2 separate regions of the Hordeum vulgare genome follow, and region 1 is linked to region 2. Evidence: chromatin contacts called from public Hi-C data. All regions are on one chromosome and are shown on one strand. Each heading gives the region's core, a stretch centred on a gene start, on an enhancer-like site or on the middle of the called end of the contact. The rest is flanking DNA. Distances are from core to core; before and after follow the strand shown. Region 1 holds the start of LOC123427174 (calmodulin-binding receptor-like cytoplasmic kinase 3). Region 2 holds the start of LOC123427173 (putative adenylate cyclase regulatory protein).

What was found. Hi-C and Micro-C count contacts between places; a contact is called where the count stands out from the background.
Region 1: a contact with region 2 is called in a Hi-C map of seedling, with 8 times the contacts expected there. The contact joins the promoter of LOC123427174 here to the promoter of LOC123427173 in region 2. A contact is called at or near these places in 3 of 6 Hi-C or Micro-C datasets (leaf and seedling) and 1 of 1 datasets of contacts at active chromatin or transcription factors (embryo).

What each region holds. Positions count from the first base shown.
Region 1 is chr2H:549,368,345-549,373,349 of MorexV3_pseudomolecules_assembly, forward strand. LOC123427174 (calmodulin-binding receptor-like cytoplasmic kinase 3) reads left to right here and starts at 1,991. Exons shown (of 7, transcript XM_045111150.1): 1 at 1,991-2,306; 2 at 3,235-3,606; 3 at 3,760-4,013; 4 at 4,738-4,903; 5 at 5,003-5,005. The coding sequence starts at 3,486.
Region 2 is chr2H:549,016,705-549,021,735 of MorexV3_pseudomolecules_assembly, forward strand. LOC123427173 (putative adenylate cyclase regulatory protein) reads right to left here and starts at 3,520. Exons shown (of 16, transcript XM_045111147.1): 1 at 3,329-3,520; 2 at 2,435-2,812; 3 at 2,220-2,348; 4 at 1,372-1,579; 5 at 1,120-1,266; 6 at 750-824; 7 at 593-664; 8 at 403-474. The coding sequence starts at 2,638.

The sequences.
Region 1 (5,005 bases), core at 741-3,240, 350 kb after region 2:
TTGCTTTGTTTATTAAATATGAATTTTGTAGGGCAGCACCATTTGCATATAATTTGTGCAGAGTTACGTTTGTTTGATTCACATAATGGTCGAGGCAACCTTATACATAAAAAATGACTATAACGTGAATGCTCTCAGGAGATCAGGCCATGACAACGGCATCCCATCTTTAGTTTTCTAAATGGAATTTTAAAAATCCCTATCTTATTTCTTGCACATGCATGTCCAAAAGTTCCTTTTATATATACCATATCTCTATAGCTTGATTAAAGTGTTACAACATGTATACTTTTTGTATAAAAGGGAGGGTGATATGGGGAGAAAAAAACAACCTTATACATCAAAAATGACTATAACATGAATGCTTTTAGGAAATCAGGCCGTGACAACAACACCACATTTTAAGCTTCCTGAATGGCCTTTTAAAAATCTGTATCTTATTCTTGCATATGTCCAAAAATTATTTTTATATCTAATTCTCAAGTGTTGCACCATCTATTCTTTTACTATAAGAAGGTGCAGCAATAGAGAAATAGTTTTTTTCCCGTTGCAACGCACGGGCATTTGTGCTAGTCCACCTAACGGGGTTATAGCCCAGGGGCGCCTCATCATACAGGAAACTGCCCTGAGTAGGTCACCTTGAAGCCCCCTTGATAGATTTATGCCTTGGGTTGTAATCCACGTCTATGGGCCGAACAGGAGAGGACCCAAAGGACTTGGAGTACACATCAAGGAAATCATCATCAAGTAGGTCTCCTCCATAATCGGCTAGGATCATGTAACCCTAGACCCTGGAATAAGTCGGGGCTAGCCAATATAATAAGTAAACATAGAGTTGATACCGATCCCTCTGCCATCTTTTAATCCCTATACACAATCAATACAACTGAGTAGGAACAGGGTATCACCTCCACCATGAGGTCCTGAACCTCGCTAAACCTCCACTTGTTTCCCAAACGATCTACTCTTCTATACATAGTAACCTATTGAAGAATGTGTGTGTGGGGGGGCTATCCTCCTCACTTATGGTAGCTCTCGAGAGTCGCCAAGGGGATCGTCGTCACTGCCATCTCTCCATCGCCTCCATGAATTTCACCACCATCTTCGCCCTCTCTACAATGGTCCATACATCCAAAAACTTTTGTAATCCACTACTTGAACATGATTTTAATGTGATTAATTGTATCCAATGATTTGTTCCATTGTTATCATGTATGAGTATATCGTTTTGTCTTATGATGACCGGTGATCTATTTTGATTGATATGGGTTGTATGTTACGATATTGGTGTTGTCCTGTGGTGTCAAACATATGAGCGCACATGTATGTGGATCACACTTCAGAGTTAGCAATATGTGATAAATTTGCTCAGGATGGATGTTGGAGTGACGGATGCCATGTCACGAGTTTATGACGTTATTGCATGTGGTATAAACTCAATAGTTGTGGATGCTTGCTAATGTTTCAACCATAAATAAAATACAGATAATGAATTTTACATCATGTTAGCATATGCCTCTCCAACATATAAACTACAATGCACAATCATAGCGTTAGATTTTCATGGGATACAGTGTGCTCGTCGACTACGAGATGCATGTAGCTCCTTCGTCAATCTTAAGATCTATCGAATTAGTCTCTTAAATGTGATCATAGTCATTAGGACAGAGAGTGTGTACACATTCAAATGGTAAGTGTACACACGTGTACGTGAGTCTAAATACTTTGATGACCCCTTGCAAAAAAATTATATACTTTGATGACCAGTAGCATGCCTCAAACTCAAAGGATCTCGTGTTCAAAAAAAAAAAAAACTCAAAGGATCTTCGGGGTGGACCAAAGGGATACACGCCGTTGCGGCTGCCGCGGCACCCACCCGCAGCGACAGGGTCGTACGTACGCCTCCCAGCACCAACCAGCCGCCGCACTCCCACTGACAAAACGGGCCAGAGCTCAACCCGGCGCCACACAAAAAAAATTCCCTCCGTCGGCGTCGTTTACCAGTCGCCTCCCCCCGCCCGGGTCGTCGGTCTCGTCTCGGCGGCCTCTCCCTCCGGTCCTCGCACACGGTTTCCATCCCACCCCACCAAAGATCCGATCAAACCAAAGGCGCCATCCTTGTCCCGGTCGGCGCCTTCCTCGCCATTTCCGCGTAGACGTCCCAGCGTGGATCTTGCGGCTTCCGCGGCGGCGGAGCATTCGGCGCGCGGCGGCTCAGCCTATATCCCATAGCCATATCCTCCGGTGAGTCCCTGCTTCCTCGGACCTCTCCGAGTCCGATTGCGACGATGCTTCTTCCGCGCGTGGTTAGGTCGCCTCCCTGCTTGATTGCTAGCTCGCCTCTGTCACACCGCCGGTCGCAATGGTTGCTAGCCTAGTGCCGTGTTCATCGTTCTTGGGGTTACTTCTCTGCTGTGGGATTTCGCTGTCGGGGTAGGGCTGCGCTTCTCGATGCTTTCTTTACTTGTTGCAGCCGCTAGCTCGCATGCTTATCAATCTGGAAGCTAGGATTGGGCTTCTCGCGGTGTTGTTTCTGAAACTGACAGGGCTGCGGATAAGGCTCCCTGAAGCTGCAATTTTGCTGTGGTTGTGCTAGGGGACGCCAGGTTTGGTAATTGTACGGGGCGCCGTCTCAAGCCCTTTTGTTTGCTACCCCTTACTGCTTTCAGCTGACACATGGGTAAATTTGTCTCTCGTGGCTAGTTCGATCTGTCTATAAGTACAATTTTGTCTAGAGTGGTGGTCTTGTTTTGTCATCTATGTTTGTTAGTTGCGTGCATTGTCAAGTAAACGTGCTTACTATAAATATGCAGAGGCCCCAGTGCTGTAGTACTGCATGTAAAAACATCAGCTGTAGATGTTTTGTGGCAAATGACAAGAATGGAAAGGGGGGCAGTTTCGTTATTGGCTAGGAGGATAATTCATTTACATTTTTGAGCCTTTGATTTGTTTGACTGATAGGGCCAGATAACAGAGCATTTACAGGTGAACGTTTTATAGACTAGTCGAACAACATATTACCAGGAATAGTTGTAAGGATGTGTTCCACTCATTTTACTGTATGCCTTGGCTACACCTAGATCAAGTAGGTACTTTTACCTACAAAGTTGCCTACTCATGGTGCACTATCTCAGCAGTTATTGTCATATCATCCCTCGACCTGTAGCTATCATTTATTCATTCATCACAAATGACTAAATTAAATGTTCTACACATTTGCTATTTGCATTGTAGTACTGTACCACTACAAGGGACAAGAGGAAAAGTATTGCTCTGAAGTGAGATACGCTTGGAGGCGGATTTTGGAGAACTCTTGGTCTAAGTGTGAGAGATTTGGACGTATATTTTGGACAACTTGTGGACTAAAGTGAGATATGCCTGGAGGCAAACTATTGTGTCCATCAGTGTGCTAATTAGTGTGGGACATCGGATACAAATGAGGCACATCACACTTCTTTACTGGAGAACCGGAGACAGATAACGTTATGGTAGCCACTACAGCTACAGAAATGTTTCTTGTGTGCTTTGAGTCCGTGTGCCCCTGTTTTGGCTCGAAAAAGAAGGATGGAAGTGAAGATCCTGTTCTTGCAAAGGACGGAAATTCCTGTAAGCAAAAATAACGAATTCTCATATACGGGTGATGAAACCTGTTTACACACTGAATCAATGCATAACTTATTTTTTGTGATGAAAGTAGCAAATTATGTGGTTAGCGACACTTTGCCACCGTTTGACATATTGTTTCCTTCTTTTTTTCAGTGAGTTCTTCTGAAATGAGATCAATTTCTGACAGAATTCCCTCAAGCCCTCTTCGGGTTCCTGCAAGTCCATCTAGATTTTCATTATCTTCACCGCCAAGTAGAAATGATCCATTGAACCTCAGTCTTGAAACGGTTATTAAACTGACACGTAACTTTTCGCCGGCCTTGATGATTGGCGAAAGTTATTTTGGGAAGGCCTACAGAATGGACTTGCAAAATGGTCTTGTTGTGGCTATTAAAAGGGCAAGAAAGGTAGTTTTTTTCCTGCCAACTACACTAGAGATTTGTACAAGTACAATGATTGAACTATCATTGTATATTCTGGGTGCTTTAATTCCACACTATTAGGTTTAACTAAAAGCCTAATTAGACACGACACTTCATGAGGTTTAGAAGTTCTATTGTACCCCAGCCTAGCTTTCCCTGTCTAGCTTTGTTCAGGCTTTCTGTAGAATTTTCTAGGTTTGTTCAGGTTTTGCATAGTTAGGTTTTGCATAGTTAGGTTTTTCTCCCTTTCTGCTAGCCCTTTTTGGTCGTTTGGGTCAAAGCCACTGTGGATGGTTTGGTACAATGACACGCCTTCTGACACATGTTTCAGAGAGAAGAAGTCCTATTTGAGCTGCAAAAATTTTAGATTGTTTACTGAGCTTATCACCCGCTGTTCTCTCTTGGGTGGAATCAAGCAAGAACAAGAAATTGGCTAATGCATGTTTAGGTAGACCCAGTGATTGATTGATCTATATGTGTGTAGACCAGCATAAGAATAACAGGCTTATGCATCAATAAAACATGCCGCATTGCATTCTTCATTCCAGTAGCTGTTCATAGTTGTTGTATCTTTTGTGTGTTGTGTAAGCCTGTTCACTAGTAGGATTTGTTTTTCCTCTCCGCAATCTGGATAGCTGTTGATATTTGGGTACCTTCACTTCTTTTACCCCAGTTTGACTTGCAATTCTGATATGGTTTATTTTCCCAGGAACATTTTGCTTCTTTACATGCAGAATTCAAAAATGAAATTGCACTACTAAAAAAAATCGAACACAGGAATTTGGTCCAGCTACTTGGATATATTGACAAAGGGAATGAAAGAATTGTCATAACCGAGTTTGTGTCAAATGGCACTCTTAGGGATCATTTGGATGGTATGCTGCAAACCAGATTGCTGCTTTATTTGATTCCTTCCCAGGATAAACAAACTTCTTTAAAATATTTAACAGTAACATTTTTAAATTGTGTTTCAGGGC
Region 2 (5,031 bases), core at 2,270-4,769:
AAAAGGGTATCTCTCTTAGTTGCCTCTTGTTTTACACTTTTTACGAATTTGTGGACTGCGTTGGCTGCGTGCATCTTGCTATGCAGAGGCCGGGTCTTTTTGCCATGCGATTGTAACAACTCGATAATTCAATTCAATGAAATGCCCTTTATCGAAAAAATCTCTCTGGGGCATGAATTCTAGAGAGAGAACAAAAATATAAGACTGCTGCGGTAACTTGTGAATAAGTTCGTGACACACATACTTCTACAGAATTCTAAGGCCCAACCGTCCTCGTGCTGCAACATACATAATAGATCAAAATATACAATTGTCAGCACCTTCAACGGGCAAGACTAAACCAAAGAAACCTATATGGAATAACATCAACAGCAGGGTGCTCTATAAGGAAAAATGTAAAACCTGATATAGCTTCCAAACAAGCAGCAGTCACTGCACAGCCCTCCAGATTTAAGTGGGATAGTTTGGACAGACCTAAGAGATCAAACCAGCAACTTAAACACGGCTAAATTTAGATAAACCCTCGGGTTACCAAGTAAATAAAAACGAAGAGTTAGCAAAAAAAAATCAAGAGCATGTGTTTCGTGGTTACCTCTCAGATAAGAAACACCACAATCACTTATTTTGCAGCAAGACAGTTGCAACTCTTTCAAGCTCGTAAAATCTACACAAGGATAAGGGCATTGCATTGTAGATCAATGTGTATGAAAACATAGATTGGTTTAGACTAGTCATAGAAGAGTTATAACCTGATAAATACTTCATGTCTGAATCTGTGATGCTGTTACAATATCTCATGTTCAGCGTTTCCAGTTTTCTCAAGCCTGTAAAAGAAATAAAGAATGTTATGTTATTGCAACAGAGGCAAGTAGTTTTTCTGATATACTTGCTATTGAGCGGAATGTGAATAAATAGGCCGCATGCCAGTTCTTATAGTGACTACAAACAAATGTATGTATCACATGTCAGGAAATGGAAATGTGTAGAAGAGAACACTCAAGATGCCCATATTGTTGTGATAACCAACAGTAGCATGTATGGTTTGAGTCTTATACGTTGGAATAAATCAGGTGATTGGGCATGCTTTACAAACAATTGTTTCATGGAACAAAAGGCCACCTTTTAAGTGAACAAGGCCACCATGAATTTTTGGGCATCGCTCAAGGTCCAAATTTACCAAGTTAACTAAGTTTGCAAAGGCTTTTGCTCCGTCAGCTGTAACAGCAGCACATTTCTTAAGGCTGAGCGATGTCAAGTTTGAGAGGCCTGCAGAATGAAGACACACATCATACATCATAAAAATGAACATTCACCCCCCAGACTCGTACAGGTGTAAGAAAGCACAGCTATTGGACTATTGTCATCACTTACCTGACACGGTTTTAAGTCCATGTTCAGAAATTTGATCACAGTAATTGCATGCCAGACTTTGCATATTTGAGCAATCTTTAAGGAGATTCAATCCACTATCAGTCACATCAGAGCAAGAGATGTCAACAGATAGCAAGGACTGCCCTTGAGAAGCAATTACTTCCATCCAAGCATCCTTCACTCCAGGGTACTCATCCAGACAGATATCCTGATACCGAATAGTGTGGAAGATCAATTGGTTGACATAAGGCTAACTCGTCCCAGAGCGCGATAGAAGCCTTCAAGTTTTTCTTTTTTGGTCTATCTCACCAAGGAAACTGGTGGCTTGGCTTGCAACTTACCTTAAGCAAGAAGTGCCATCTGACTAGGAAAAAGGTAGCTACCTAAGTGATCTCAAATGGTCTATTAAATGGGCTTCCCTAAGGAATAGGGACTTCTTCATTCTTACTGGATAAATTTACCAAAGCAATTTTTACTTTCTATGAACAAGCTCAAGACAAGCTTGACAAAGAATTGCATTCTAAATTACTGAGTGAACCTTGAAAAACCAACAACTAATGTCTGATAAGATGCCTTTCAGAGTTTGTCGAGAGAAATAAAATACATTTTCATATAAAGGCCTGGTTGATGGTAAGGAACTTTAATTTTACATCAAGTAATTGTTCATAGTTAACTGGGATAAGCTAGACTTGTATTCTTCTATTCATCATTCTTTTGTGCATAACCCATATTAATAAAAAAAATGCAGTGGGAATTTTCCCGTTGTTTCGCCTTAAAAATTGTATTTAGGACAAACAAGTACAAAAATTCAATGGAAACAGTTTACCAAACAAGTACCAAAAATTCACCTGCAAAGCACAGTCACGAAAAGCTCCCAGCAACTCCTCATTGATGTAGCTACACTGCACCAGTTCGTTGAATATCAGCTGGCTAAGATCCCTAGGTAGCATGGAGAAATCTGAATACCTGCTTATGTCCTGCAATCACCCGCACCAACTCAGCCAAGAACGGGCATTGGCGCATCGCTTCACCAAACTCTGAACATACGAGGTCAGATGAGTACCTCACGGACTCTGGCCACGCAAAGTTCCACCAGAGTTGGGCGGCGACCTGGCGTCGGTCCCTGGGCCTTCCGGAGCACATCGGAGCTGCTGCGGGACAGCGTGTGCATCAGCCATTTGAAGCTGCCGCTCTTGGAGAACTTGACGCTGTACAGTTGGTCCTCATGGACCACTTGGCCTCTGTTCCTTGAGCAAGCACTGCCCATGACGAGTTGTTGCGCTGAAGAAAACCTGATCACTTGCTCAAGTCTATGGATGGACGTACAGTGTCACAGACCATGGATAGACTCAAAGGTGCATATTAGAGGTGCCGACGGCTTGATTCTCTAGCATCCATTCCAGGGCGTGACGATTACGAGTTGGCATCCTTCAACGCCATCCTGCGTCATCATCAAGTAAAATTAATACAATCAATAGGCTTAACTTGCACTGCAGTAAGGAAATTACTATCAGAAGATGAAGATTGTATGCAGACGTAGTCAGACAAGACTAAACCCCCACGCAATGGATTCTACTGCAAGTGGTCGATTTCGAGTGAAGTGTTCGTCTCCCACGCAACTGAGCCTGGGCGTCCAATCACCACACACTTCCAACCAATCCCACACGCAATCGAGCCCTACGAACAGAAGCAACCAGCCCCTGCGGATGATTACGCTGAACAGAGAACAGAACCCCCAAAACATCCAACAGTACCAAACGTTCCGTCCGCACCAAGCTCTGCAAATCGGAGGGTGGACATAACGAACTGCAAAGATGCCCAAATCTCCGGACAGGGATAACCGAAGAAGAGAGGATCAGAGCAGAGACGGGGGTCGGACGAAATCAGCAGCGCCCGAGAAAATCGCACTCGCGCCCAAAGTTGGTTACTATTATTGCACAGGAGGTGATGAAATTACCTGATCGGGCGTCGAATTAGGCCACCGGATGCCGGGCCGAGCCGCGGATTAGCAGAGCTCGAGGGGGCCGGCGGCTGAAACCATCGCCGCCGTGTCGTACCCGGTTCCAATCCGGCGAAGCCTCGCGGGCGACAGTGACGACACGAGGTCAGGTCCGGCCACGAGTGGGGGGAGGGAGGAGGAAAGGTGCGGGGATGGAGGAAAAAAATGCCTTATAGCGAGAGCCGGGGAGCAGCGCGCGAGCTCCACGTGTCGTGGAGCGGCGGAACGGTACGCTTGGGCTACGAACATCTGGTCGCTGACATGCGGGGACGGAAGGCCGTCCGGTCCCGCAGTCAGTGAGAGGGCGTAGAGGGAGGATGGTGGGTGTTAGGCGAGGGCGTGGGGGCCACCGGGAAGCGGAAGGGATAAGGCAAAGGAGGTGGGGCACCACGGTGGCGGGCGGGCGCACGGCACCCCCGGAATGTGCTTGCCCCGAAGAGTCTTGTTCGTTCCGCGGGGGTGCACGTGGGGCCCGCGGCTTTACGAGCGCAGTTTTTTTTTGTTTTGCTATTTATCGCCTCTCCCTGGTACACTCGTCGTACAGAGGTGGTACTATCGCGTGCGGGTCAGCAACCGCATGTGTCAACTTTTTGGTGCGACAAAACAAAATGAACACGTTCTCAAAAAAAGAAAAAGAAACGTTTGGTGTTTCTTTTTGTTTCTGTGAGAAAACACGTTTGACATCGGGCAATATAGCATCTCAACACACCACATCCTATAATAGGGTAAAATCAACTCCAACCGATAATTTTGGCCCCTAGTGTCCGTTTGAGTTATTTCGACACAAAATCTCTCCCTAATAATAAGGGCAACGCTCCGCGTCCATCGGTGGATTATTTCCAATGATCCGTCACCTTCACAGTCGTTTGATTTGGTGCATCCAGCCGATCTCATCCATCCGATCCGCACGCGGGGCTTTGGCCTAATTCCTGAAACGATGCTCGAGTTTATGAAACAATTGCTTTGTTGTAGTTTTTTTTTCTTCACGCCCGCTTCGGTTGGGCACCCGGTAATTCCTGAAACAACGCTTGAGTTTCTGAAACAATCGCTTTGTTGCAGTTTTTTTTCTTCGCGCGCGCTTCTTGGGCACCGGGTAATTCGTGAAACAACCGTCGAGTTTTTGAAACAATCGCTTTGTTGCAGTTTTTTCCTTCGTCTTTCCGCAACATAAGTATTGCTGCGAAATAATTTTTTGCAACAAAAGTTTATGTTGTAGAAACTCCATCTTCTTCCTTCAAACGGAAAACAGAGGGGGGTATGGAGCTGTGGAGGACGCACAACCATGACGGCCATGCTTGATTCCCAAGCCCCATGGCAGGCGGAGGGATCGATCCAGATCCGGTCTAGCGCGGGGAGGCAGGGCCGACGCGGGTCGGCCGGCGGCAGGAACACGACGACAATGGTTGGGGGCTCCGGCGCCGGTGGCAGGGGCTCCGATGGCGGCAGGATCGGCCGGCGGCGGTGCACCACGGCGGGGCATGCTGGACCGTGCTCGGGCAGCGCTCAGGAGGAGGAGGGAGCCGGCGGCTCGCTCGGGCAGAGGCTCAGGAGGCTTCGGGCGGCGGGGAGGTGCAGGCGCGGTGGCCCTGCTCCGGCGAGGCCGGCCGGTGCGGGCGATGGCAAGCGGCGGTGCAGTCTCGGGCAGGGGCGCTCGGGAGGAG